Linked DNA regions of Ovis aries: region 2 is linked to region 1. A link is a contact called in public Hi-C data. All regions are on one chromosome and are shown on one strand. Each heading gives the region's core, a stretch centred on a gene start, on an enhancer-like site or on the middle of the called end of the contact. The rest is flanking DNA. Distances are from core to core; before and after follow the strand shown. Region 1 overlaps LPP (LIM domain containing preferred translocation partner in lipoma). Region 2 has its middle 130 kb from the start of LPP.

Region 1 (6,505 bases), core at 2,748-5,247:
TGGAAAGCCCTAGCCTGAGGCCGCCCTCAGAACTGGCAGCAAAACTGCCTTAAATGCATGACCTTGACTCTGCTGACATTTTTTTCCCTGTCCACAGAACTGCTTTTCTTATATGGGTCTCAGGGATTTTCTTGCCCATGACACAAAGAAATTGGTGACTTTTCTTGAGAGATCTAAGCATTATTCATTTGCCTGATATTTCTTTCACTTTACTACTGGTCTGAGTACTTTCAGAGAAGACAGTCACATGTAAATATTCCCACCTCCTCCACACCTTTTTCTCCAGACAGCGAGGCAGACATTTTCAGAGAAGACAGAGGCCCTGAAGAAAATGTGTTCATTCTCTGGTATTCTTAACAACCACTGCAACCATGAGTTTAGATATTTTTCCCTGAGGTTTTCTAGATTTAGGCTGCCACAATGCTTCATATTTGGGGGTCACTGATTCCTGTTCCTATTTTAACTCTCTGAGGTTTGTGTGTTGTGTGACCTTTGTGTTCTGACCTTAAGATTTAGGGAACTGAAAATTTAGGAAGTTTTGTTAGGACTTGAATCCAGGTAAATTCCCTTACAAGTACAAAGACTCATAGAATTGTGGAATGTTAGAGTTTAAGGGACTTTCATCCATCTCGCCCCCTTGATTTGAAAAGGTGGCCAGTTAGTGATAAAAGGGAGCTAGGTTGCTGGGGTTAGATTAGACTCCCTGCTGCCTCGTTCCATGTCACTTCATAGTTCCCCTGCTGCGTTGAGCCTCTTCCCACCAGTCTCTGAGCTCTGAGATGGCTGGCACCATGTCTGCTCCCTAGTGAAGATCCGAGGGCTTGCACGTACTTCACACAGTGACTGATTTGAACCTGTCTCTTGTTGATGAGGGCTGTCCAGGGGGCTCAGTGGTAAAGAATTTGCCTGCCAATTCAGCAGATGTGGATTTGATCCCTGGAGGGGATCGGGAGGATCCCCTGGAGAAGGAAATGGCAACCCACTGCAGTATTCTTGCCTGGAAAATCCCATGGACAGAGGAGCTTGGTGGGCTATAGTCCACAGGGTTGCAAAGAGTCGGACTTGACTGAGCATGCACACGTGCATGCTGGTTGATAAATTCTAATAGAAACATCATTACTGTCTATTGGCAAATAGAATTTTAAGGATATGGAGGTGGAGTGAGAGAAGTTAGAGTTTCCTCTGGGAGACAAACCAATCTAGATATCTTAAGCAGAAAAGTTTTAATGCAGGGTGTTAGGTGCTTCAGAATCACTGGGAGAATTATATAGAGCAGTCTGTTGGCTGAGCTTCCAATATAAATCTCAGAGCCACACAAAATTACTATGTGTAAGACAGTAGAGATTCATGAGGCTCCCATGGAACTGTTGTGGTCAAGGATACAGCACACTGCTTATGAACCAGAGATTAAGAAGCCACGATCTGAAAGTAGTAACTGGACCCTAAACTTGGAGTCCAGCTGCCCTCTCTGCCACAGTTGCTTCTTGATAACCACAAGGCTTAAGACTGAATGTGGGAATGTGGATACAGAAAACTCCCTGTATCCATGACCGTGCTTCCAGCAGAAAGTCCGCCAGAGTGGCAGAGCATGGCTATCATCTTACGGTTGGTTGTCTTCCAAGTCTCAGGCCAGTACATATGTTTTGGTGGAATCTCTTTTGCAATCAATCCCTTGCCTGAAACTCAGCCTCTGCACCATGGCAAGGCTGAATGCCTCTCCACCATTTCCAACACAGTCAGGGCTATTGGTGTCACATTTTGGGCATATATCTTCCACAAGGCTTTGTGTGTAGTTGATACTAAACTGAGGATGGATTCACAATTATGTTTCATTAGATCTCTATTTGTCAGTGTAATTAATCATATTACAGAAGGGAAGGCAAGAGTTTTATTTTAGGGAGTCCCTAAGGGGAATTCCTATTTATCAGAAAAAATGCCATAAGGAGGGAAGAGTCTGAGCTGGGAGAGTATTCTAAACTGTTTTGGTTTCAAACATCTTGGAAAGTACGACAGGGAGACCTGCGATTTTGTGAGTGCTCACCGTGTCTGGGGGGAGTTCCATCTCTGGCAAGGGTTGTCAGCCTTCCGTCTTGAATGCTTTGCCTCCTCCCCTGCTCCTGTGGAATATACATTTCAAACTTCCAAGGGAAATCAATATAAAATAGTTAATTTAAAGTAAATTAAATAGACATGTAACCTATGGGCTGGCATTGAATTCTTTTGACTTCATTTCCCTTAACTTTTGTGTAACCTCTGTTTAACAATGTAAAACGTTGATAAATAATACCTCCATCTTTACTCTTGTATGCTAGTGAATACATTTGGACACATTTTATTCCTGTTTCTTGCCCACTCCCTAATTTTTCCTGTTCCAACTTCAGAGTTAGTCAAACCTGCTGTGCTATTTGAAATGAAGTAGACATAAAACTTCTTATAATACTGATGGTCGTGGTAATAGGAGTGGTAACAGTAAAGATTTAGTTGAAGTTAATAATCTGATTTTCTTGGTAAAGGTGATGTTCTTTGCTTCACGAGAAAGCGGCTGAATGAGGTCTCTAGCTTCTTGTAGATTTCTGCTGTATCTTGTATTTTTCTACTCCCGCACGATCATTCTGGTACCTTCTTCCCTCCTTACTGGAAAGCACGTGCTTCTGGAGCAGGGTAGCCCCCAAGATCTTCTCTCCTCACTGCTGATTGCTCTGCCCTCTTAACAATTGCAGTAATAAGCTCCAAGCTCAAAGCATGGGAGGTCTTTGGCCAGAGGGCCTTTGTGAGAGGATCCTAACATGTTCAGAATTCTCTTGGATTCACTGACTCTCATTATTACTATATTATAAATGAAGTGACTATATATAAGGGATTGTCTAAACTGGGACTCTTCCGAGAGTGAAAGGGGCACTGTTAATAATTACACTGAAACCATAAATTGGATGCATGGTCACCCTAATTATAAGAAATTGTGGAGGACAGTGTTTGAAATGTGAACTGACATGATTCAGAACTAGAATTTAACTCTTCATCTTCCCAAATCTTTCCCTTCTCTTTTATATAATAATCACGTGCTGACCCCGATGATGGGACAGGTAACTAGGCACTAGGAAAATAAAGGAAGACACCATCTGTGTTCTTTATTTGCTACAATCACTGTAATATTCGAAAGCAGAGGGTTGTCAAACTGGCTCGGTGCAGAGTTCTTATTGGAGGTAATTAGGTTTATACTTCTTCCTCCCCACTCCACCCAACCCCCCACCGCTCCCCCCGCCCCACAACTGAAGTGTATTCTGTCAAAAGACAAAGATTTAAATAAATCCGAGGAATCACTTTATCAATTTGTCTATTTTATTCTTGGGGTTTCTTAAAGATTTGGTGTGAAGAAACCCATTTTTCTTAACGATAAGTTTGAAAACTGCTGGTTTGAGATTTCAAATTCTATGTTATTGTTCTCAAGCTGTAAGTCTAGTTGGAGGAAAAAAGAAGAATCGGACTATCTAAACTTGGGACACAGAAAAAAATAAATAGGAAACTAAAAAGATATTTTAAGTATCTGGAGGGCTGCCATGTAGAAGAAAGCTTATGATTCCAAGGCAAAGGCAGGACTGATCGGTGGTTCTTAGGGGAATACCGGTTTCAGCCTTAACATAACTTTCTAGTAGTTACAACTTTTCTGCCATGAAAGGGGCTGCCTTGTGAAGTAGTAAGTTCCTTGTCATTGGTGTGGATAAGCAGACTCACAGAGGGTGGTTCAGTTTCAGCTTCAGCTCTGCGTTAGAAGAAATAACTTCAGTAACAATTTCATGCTTCTTGGATACTGCCTTACATATGTTTAAAGTGTGTGTGTGTGTGTGTTATTTCCCCAGAATATTAGCCAACTTAGAACATTTTTGACACACGGCATTGTCTTTTTTTTTGCGAGGTAGTCAGTAACTGATAAAAATACAGAAGGCGCAACACCAGCACTCTCATCGAGAGAAATTTGAAAAGGAATAACATCCACCCCTGTCATTCTGAAACTGATCCGAAACAGCCTGGCTCGTTTTTACTCAGTGGCTATTGGTCGATGCTTCTACAGATTTTGTCTCTGTTTCAAAATCTTGAAATAAAAGTGGAACAACTTCCAACATGACTTAAGATAAAGGTCACTGGTTGAAAATGGTTTCAATTGTTTTGCTATTAAATGTGAAATTGCAAAACTAGCCTCTCTTACATAACTTGAATTTATAGTACATTCCAAAGAGAAGCCTGTCTGTTTTTTATGCCATTTTAATTGCTGAGATGCTTCTCCAGGCTCTTGGATTGGTGTTAACCAGAAACTATGATTTCAGAGCTGTAAGGTATTGAGTTTCTTTGTTTTTTAAAACTGTATCTTATGGTCCTTGAAGAGGAAAAGTTGTACCTCTTCTTCCTCCCTTTATTTTTCCAGTGACTGAGCAATTTAACTGAATTTAGCAATATCCTTGTATTCTAACCCTAAGATGAAGTAGATCTTGGGTTTAATAGAAATTTAAGATGGAAATTAATTATCAGATAAACAAAGATTAACTTGGAAACCTTAATCTGTAATAATATTATCTAAATTCAATAATGTTAATTCAAATTATAGCCTTCAAACTCTATGCAAAAGCTCTGAACTAGTTTACAAGCAGTAATGTGATAGTACGGTGCAAACAGTACAGTTGACAGGTGACAGCTTTGTGAGCAATATAATGTTTGGAAGCTGGAGGATGACGGTTAACTCTGTGTCTTATTGCTATGCTTACTCTTGGCAGGTTATGTGGTCTGAGCAAACATTGCTTCAGAGTCACAAAGAGTAGTGTCATGTGAACATGGCCTGAGATTTGTCAATAGAGGGTTTATATTCATTGAGGAAAAAGTGAACTTTTTCTGCTTTTTAAATGATATCTAAATAGAATTATCTCTCTCTTATTTAATATACTTTTCTATGGGAATATCAATGTGAATTTATAATAAAGAAGAACACAAAATTATTTAAAAAAATCAAAATCAGTGAAAACTTCCCTCAAGGTCTAGTAATAGTCTCTGACCTATCTAATGGGTACAACAGACCTGTAAACAGATAGCTAAAATGTGGTGTTTGTGTGTTTTAATACAAGTTTGAACAAGCTGTCAGGGGAATGCAGACAATGAGCAGCAATTAACTTATGGACCTACCCACTTGGCAGTGGGTTTAGGATGAGAGGATTCCAGCCAGATAACCACCAAGGGGATTGCTAGGCCTCATTAGAGATGCTGTTGGTGATTTTTTCCCTTAGTCATTTTTTCATCCTGGTGAAGGTATAAGATATATATCAGGATTTTAAATGCTTATGAATCAAGCAATGAGAATCTCATCTTTGTAAAGCCAGATTTCCACTTTTAGGAATAGACTTACTGAACTCAAAGAGCTCAAGGTATTTATTGTCCCCTTTTCTTGGTCTTGTACAGAAAAAAGTCTGTTAGAATGAGACTTAAATCTCCTTAAGAGCACATGTTAAAAATAAGCACAGCACACTCTACAGACTAGCCGTACCATGATAGAGCATAGCATGTTGTTGAGAGAGGGAATTTTTTAAAAAAGTTATTTATTTTTTTGATTGAAGGATAATTGTGTTACAGTATTTTGTTGTTTTCTGTCAAATCTCTCTGAGCTTCCCTCCCATCTCCCTCCCCACCCTATCCCTTAGGTTGATACAGAGCCCCTGTTTAAGTTCCCTGAAACATACAGCAAATTCCCATTGGCTATCTATTTTACATATCACAATGTAAGTTTCCATGTTACTCTCTCCGTACATCTCACCCTCTGCTCCCCTCTCCCTGTGTCCATAAGTTTGTTCTCTATGTCTCTTTCTCCATTGCTGCCCTGCAAATATATTCTTCAGCATTATCTTTCTGGATTTGAAAGAGGGAATTTTGGAGATCATCTTCTTAATGCTTATTATTTTAGAGCTGGAGAATTTGAGGTCCAGACAGGGTACATATTTTCTTGTTCACTTAGCCAAGTATAACCATTGTCACTAAATGTGATCTGAAGTGCAATGTTGGGGTCATGAGTTCAGGGCTAATTTCCAGTGGCGTGCGTGCCCTTTTGGAAGAGAAATTCTTTGCTCCTGTGTCTATTTCTTTCCCTTTTACTCACTCTTTCTAGTTACTATCCAAAAGTCAATAGAGTTTCTTGATTGTTTAATGAAAGTTTTCCACTACAAACCTTTCTAGAAGCAGAGTGACTGGGTGTGTATCCAATCTCTGATATGCACTAACTGCTGTGTTACATTGCATGAGCCATCTCAGCTTTTAAAAATCTTGGTTGTCAAATTAGAAGGAACAAATTGGTCCCTAAGATATCTCCCAGCTGGGACTTGCTGTGACCTCTTAGCCACTGAATAGCCTGTCTTGGCTGTTGTCACCTGGTTGCGGCAAATAAAAACCAAGGAGCTAGCAATTGGTGTGGTTCCATTCTCTCCTTTACCTTTTCCTGCGAGGCCTGCTCTTCCAGCGCTATTGTTTCCCT
Region 2 (6,505 bases), core at 1,045-3,544, 360 kb before region 1:
AGCTTTCTTTATAGTCCAACTCTCACATCCATACATGACCACTGGAAAAACCATAGCCTTGACTAGATGGACATTTGTTGGCAAAGTAATGTCTCTGCTTTTTAATATAATGTCTAGATTGATCATAACTTTTCTTCTCAGGAGTAAGCATCTTTTAATTTCATGGCCGCAGTCACCATCTGCAGTAATTTTGGAGCCCCCCAAAATAAAGTCTGACACTGTTTCTGCTGTTTCCCCATCTATTTGCCATGAAGTGATGGGACCAGATGCCATGATCTTCGTTTTCTGAATGCTGAGCTTTAAGCCAACTTTTTCACTCTCCTCTTTCACTTTCATCAAGAGGCTCTTTAGTTCTTCTTCGTTTTCTGCCATAAGGGTGGTGTCATCTGCATATCTGAGGCTATTGATATTTCTCCCGGCAATCTTGATTCCAGCTTGTGCTTCCTCCAGCCCAGCGTTTCTTGTGATGTACTCTGCATATAAGTTAAATAAGCAGGGTGGCAGTATACAGCCTTGACGTACTCCTTTTCCTATTTGGAACCAGTCTGTTGTTCCATGTCCAGTTCTAACTGTTTGTTCCTGACCAGCATACAGGTTTCTCAAGAGGCAGGTCAGGTGGTTTGGTATGCCCGTCTCTTTCAGAATTTTCCACACAGTCAAAGGCTTTGGCATAGTCAATGAAGCAGAAATAGATGTTTTTCTGGAACTCTCTTGCTTTTTCAATGATCCAACGGATGTTGGCAATTTGATCTCTGGTTCCTCTTCCTTTTCTAAAACAAGCTTAAACATTTGGAAGTTCACAGTTCACATATTGTTGAAGCCTGGCTTGGAGAATTTTGAGCATTACTTTACTAGCTCTCAACAGCTATGACCCATCCCCACCAGCTCCAACACTCACTGGACCCCAGTAACCTTGTGTAGCTTGTTAGTTGCTCTGTCGTGTCCACCTCTTTGAGACCCCATGGACTGTAGCCCACCAGGCTCCTCTGTCCTTCCCCTGCCCCCAGTTTGCCTTACCAAGGAGGAAAGGCAGGAATTATGCACTGATTATACATGACCTTTAGAAAGAATTTGATTCAAAAGATTATTTTCAAGGAAAGGATCTCAAATTGTGTTTTAATTTAATTTTATGAGGAAAATCCATACACATTTTCTATTTTCCACCCCAGTGGCTTCTTGGCTGATGACCAGATGCTTCCTTCCATTTTGACATGGTAAAATCAGGGTGCCTCAGCAGCACATCCAGATGAACTCTTGCTGTTCTTCCAAAATCCAGGTTTGAGCTCAGTCTGGATCAAGATGAAATAGTGCCATTATTCCCCAATTGGCTTTTTACTTCTTGCTTTATCTTTCCACACTTTCTCTTCCTGCCTTTCTCTCAAATTACCAAAGGCACAAGTACTCCAAGTCACAAAACTTAAGACTCTCTTAATTTCTCTTCCTCCTTTCTAGTCCAAGCTAACCGAGGATCATTTAGTTTCCTCAGACACAGAGTGCCTACTCTCTAATCCGTGTAGTAATAATACAGAATGTGCTTTAGAATACTTATAATTTAAACTTTTCACAGATTCTTAGTGTTCTTTAGAATTAGACTGCTCTTCTCTCCATTTAAGACAGATATTTCCATTACCTTCAGCATGCTGACATCAGATTATAGCATGGAGAGGGGCTGCTCCATGCAAAGCTTAAGAGGTCATCTTATTAATCAATTGGATAGAAGACTAATTTATTCATTCAACACATACTTACTAGTCACTTAACCTGAACTCCTATAGTGCCCAAGATCCTGTAGCGTGTACTTGTTATGCTACTTGAGATACGGTAGTATGTACATCTTCCAATTAGGCTATGAGGTCCTTCAGAAGACTCTGGCCTCAGCTTGCTGCTCCCTATTTTATGACATTGAGTGACTCACTTCACTTCTCTGGGCCTCAGTTTCCCCTTTGTGGTAGTTGGTTAAACAGAGCATTCTAAGTCCACAGATTCATTTTCTTTTCCTTCAATTCAGCAAATATGGGTTAAGCACAGAACACAAGATCTACTAAAAGAGCTCAAAGACGGAGAGATCAAGTACTATTTAAAAGAAATCAGGTCACTGTTGAAGCTGGGAGATGGGTACACAGAGTGTCACCACACAGCTCTGTCCACTTACCTGCATATTAGAAAATATCCTACTAAGAAGAATAAAAACAAAGACAAAGAAAGCCAGCAGGTGTCACATTGCAGGTCACCATTGAGCGGGATAGAAGCATGGGTAGGATTTCAGTGAGCCGACACTGGGTCGGGGCCATTCCAGGCAGGGCACATCCTGAGCCAAAGCACTGAGACTGGAAAATACATGGTGTTTGCAAAGCACCTGGAGTAGTCATGTGTGGCCACAGTTCAGCATGTGAGGAGGGAGTGAGGGAGCTGAACTGGAAAGGTATCCTGGGGTCAGAGCTGAAGGGTCTAGAGAGGCATGGTGCTAACCTCACTGGCAAGGGAAAGTGACTTCATTGCTTAAGCACAAATTGGCTCTGTCCCTTGTCCGTCAGTCCGGTGCAGGCCTGGGAGAAGGGCCTGTGGCAGAAATTGGCAGAGGAGGGTGCTGGCAGCTCCGCCAGGCTTGTTTCTTCACCAGGAAACAAAGTTTCCTGTAACTCAGACCCATGAATCAGCATTTCCTCTGTCAATAATACACAGCAAGAAATGCAACAGCACAGGGCTTGGGGTAATGGAAGAAAGGAAGGAATATTCCATGACACAGCCAGGCTCTGCTCTCCTTTCCTCTCATAAAACATTCCTGATAAGCTCCCAAATAACACTTGGGTTTCGTAAGATAAGTTCCTCAAACAGCCTCACAGTATCACGTGAAGATTAAGTCCTCCAGAATACCCAGCTCTCTTGTCGTAGTATGTGCCTCCATCACCATTAGGATAAGGAAGATCACATTCTGAATTCTTTCATGTGTGATAACTAAACACTAATATAACTCTTTTATCCCTGTAGAAGTTTGAGTGTATGTGTGATTTGCCTTTTAGTTTTTGCCCTTGTCCAATAATCTATTTGATTCTCATGATAATCCTGTAAGGTACAAAGGGAATATTATACCTATTTTGTAAGAACGGATACCAAGGCAGGGAAATGAAAAGCTTCTTCCCCATCAAATCTGTTTTAAAGATGACAGAACTGTCACCAACTCTTCAGTCTCCAGTCCAAGGTTCTTTTCAAGGTTGCAGATGTTTAATAAATAAATAAATAAACTAATTTGTTTTAAATATATTGATGCTTTTGAATTGTGGTGCTAGAGAAGACTCTTGAGAGTCTCTTGGACTACAGGGAGATCAAACCGGTTAATCTTAAAGGGAATCAACTCTGAATATTCATTGGAAGGACTGTTGCTGAAGCTGAAGCTCCACAACTCTGGCCACTTGATGTGAACAGTTGGCTCATTTGAAAAGACCCTGATGCTGGGAAAGATTGAGGGCAGGAGGAGAAGGGGAGACAGAGGATAAGATGGTTGGATGGTATCACAGACTCAATGGACATGAGTTAAAGCAAACTTCAGGAGATGGTGAAGTACAGGGAAACCTGTTGTGCTACGGTCCATGGGGTCACAAAGAGTTGGACATGATGTAGTGACTGAACAAGAACAAAGTATTAAATTAATTAATGATCTATTTAATTAAAAAATATATATATGTATGCATATGTCTTCTGAGCACCAGAAAGAATTTCATTCTCTCCCTTATTCCCATCATTCATTGATCAGAAATGTATGGACCACACTCTCTTGGAGGTGTGTTCAGTAGTGATCAAAATGAACAAAAGCTCTGCCTTCCTAAAACTTCCATTCTAATTGAGGCACTCAGAAAGTAACTGAGCTAAAAGCAAAACACGGAATATGTTAGAGAGTTATACAAGCTTTAAAGAAAGAAAGTAAAAGATAAAAAAGTGTTGATTGGTGTTCGGTAACCATCTCCTTGAAATGTTGTGTTCAAGTCAAGACCTGAGGAGGTGAACAAATAAGCCATGAAGATATATGGAGTTGGGGGTTCAGTTCAGTTGCTTTGAAAGTGAAAGTGAAAGTGAAGTCGCTCAGTCGTGTCCGACTCTTTGCAACCCCATGGACAGTAGCCTACCAGGCTCCTTCATCCATGGGATTTTCCAGGCAAGAGTACTGGAGTGGGGTGCCATGTCCTTCTCCAGGGGATCTTCCTGACCCAGGGATTGAACCCGGGTCTTCTGCATTGTAGGCAGACGCTTTACCATCTGAGCTGCCTTTAGTTGTGCCCAATTCTTTGCAACCCTATGGACCATAGCCCGCCAGGCTCCTCTGTCCATGGGATTCTCCAAGCAAGAAGACTAGAGTGGGTTGCCATGCCCTCCTCCAGGAGAACTTCCCAACCCAGGGATCGAATCTGTGTCTTTTATAAAGTCTCCTGCATTGGCAGGCAGGTTCTATACCATGAGCACCACCTGGTAAGCCTGAAGTTGCGGGTAGGGGTTCAACAACAGAAAAAGGAAAGCAAGTGCCGGCACTCTGACAGAGTACCTTCCTAGCATGCACAAGGAACAGTAAGGAGTCAGCTGTGGCTGCACTGGAGGGCCAGCGGGGAGGTAGGAGGGAGTGGAGGTTGGGGACACATCGTGGAGGCCATTATAAAGGCTTGGCACAGACCTGGAGAACCTGCTATAATTCACTCAAAACCAAAACCAAACCAACCACACAAAGGAGACCAAACTAAAATAGAACTAGACAAGTAAACCATAAAATGAAAACGAGAACAACAACAAAAGCAAGTAAAGGGGATTAAGGTCAGGAAGAGAGAGAAAGGGACAGTGAGAGGCACGAGGAAAGAAAGAGAAAGGGGAAAAGGGCCATATTCTGTTCCCTTGTTTGCCCCTCTCTCTCCCCTCCTCTCCTCCCCGCCACCTCTCTCTGTGTGTCTCTCTTTCCTCCTTTCCTCTCCCCCTCCTCTCTCTCTCTCTCTCTCTCAGATCTGGAATTCTGATCCAAGATCCAAACCAGCTGCCCTGGCCTCTTCCTGAGGGTGCCATACAACAGCAAAGTCAGGCAGGACAGCAGGTTATTGCCACAAGCCCGAGCCCTGGACCCCTGTTAGTTGCCATTGAGCTGGGCCACTCCTGCGGCCTTCTCACACCCCGTCTACAGGCTGAAAGCACGACAATTCCCGCTGAGCCTTCCTCCCCCAGGCCTCCCCAGAGCAGTCACCTTCCAAGTGGAACCCCCTCCCAAGCAGCAAGGATAGAACATCCAAGCCATCAGCTTGACCCTGCAACAGCTCCCTAACAGGCTCCTGCAACAGGCCTCCATAATGCCCTAACTTTTGACCTTGATTCGTCCTTGAGGGTGGAGCGTGCATGCGGGTGTGGACATGGCTGTGAAGGAGAGGGGAGAGGAAGACCTCCCAATCGCTCTAGAAGCCGATATTCCCTCACTTCTTGTTCTTTCTATTAATTTGATTGGCTTACCAATCAAATCAGTAAGCTCATATATAATTGCTCATATATAAGGCAAACATATAGAATTCATGCCCCTTCTGCCTCCACTACATATAGAATTCATGCCCCTTCTGCCTCCACTACCACCTCTTCACTGGCTTGGAGAATTTTAGAAAATTTCTTTGTGTGACTTCTTCAAGTTTGAACACTGAGACCAATGTGAAGCCAGTTTGGCCCCTCAAAGGCTCTCATGAATGTGTCTTTGATTTGCCTCCAAAAGTCACTGAAGTAGATGAAAACAGGATAATACTCCAAGTCAGTAGTGGACACTAAGTGGAGAAGTCCTTCACCGTTCTCTTTATCAAGCAAGGGAGCAAACAATATAGATGCTGAACCAGCGGAGTCACACGAACAACCTCAGTCCATCCCCTCCCCTAAAACAAACCCCATCAGCACTATCAGCATCCAAGTTTGAGTCTCCTCTGAACTACTCTTTTTAATTAAGAATTTATGTTTAGCTACTCATAGATTCATATGTAGTTATAAGAAATAATGCAGAAAGAGCCTGTCTGTCCTTCCCCCTCAGTGTTAACATCTTGCAAAACTATAGTACATATCACAATGAATATATTGATGTTAATAGGTTTCCCCGTTGGCTCAGCAGTAAAGAATCCACCTGCTAATGCAGGAGACATGTGTTCAGTCCTTGGGTCTGGATGATTTCCTGGAGAAGGAAATGGCAACTCATTCCAGTATTCTTGCCTGGAAAATCCCACGGACGGAGGAGCCTGGCAGGCTACAGTCCATGGAGTCGCAAAGAGTTGGACACGACTAAACAACTGAACACACACACACAAACATTGATGTTAATAAGTCAAGAAGGAGAATATTTCCATCTCTGCCAGGATCTCTCATGTTGCACACTTATAGACAAATCCATCCCCACCCACCCCGCCCCCCTTAATCCCTGTTAACCACCATTCTGTTCTCCATTTCTAAAATCTTGTCAGTTAGGTGTAGGGAACAGATATATGGATACCAAGGAGGAAGGTGGGGGTAT

Evidence for each region. A called contact is a pair of places that touch in the nucleus more often than the background predicts.
Region 2: a Hi-C map of liver shows a contact between it and region 1, with 2.7 times the contacts expected there. The contact joins two enhancer-like sites. A contact is called at or near these places in 2 of 16 Hi-C or Micro-C datasets (liver and mixed tissues).

The regions. Positions count from the first base shown.
Region 1 is chr1:199,760,248-199,766,752 of ARS-UI_Ramb_v3.0, reverse strand. All of the region lies in intron 3 of LPP (LIM domain containing preferred translocation partner in lipoma), which reads left to right. Among named protein-coding and RNA genes, the nearest start is that of LPP, 230 kb to the left of the region's middle. Within about 2 kb of position 3,997, at least 10 of the 54 cell types and tissues checked have an H3K27ac peak or open chromatin away from gene starts, as enhancers often do. A contact at or near this core is called in liver, where this site is marked.
Region 2 is chr1:200,121,415-200,127,919 of ARS-UI_Ramb_v3.0, reverse strand. No RefSeq gene overlaps it. Among named protein-coding and RNA genes, the nearest start is that of LPP, 130 kb to the right of the region's middle. Within about 2 kb of position 2,294, at least 16 of the 54 cell types and tissues checked have an H3K27ac peak or open chromatin away from gene starts, as enhancers often do. A contact at or near this core is called in liver, where this site is marked.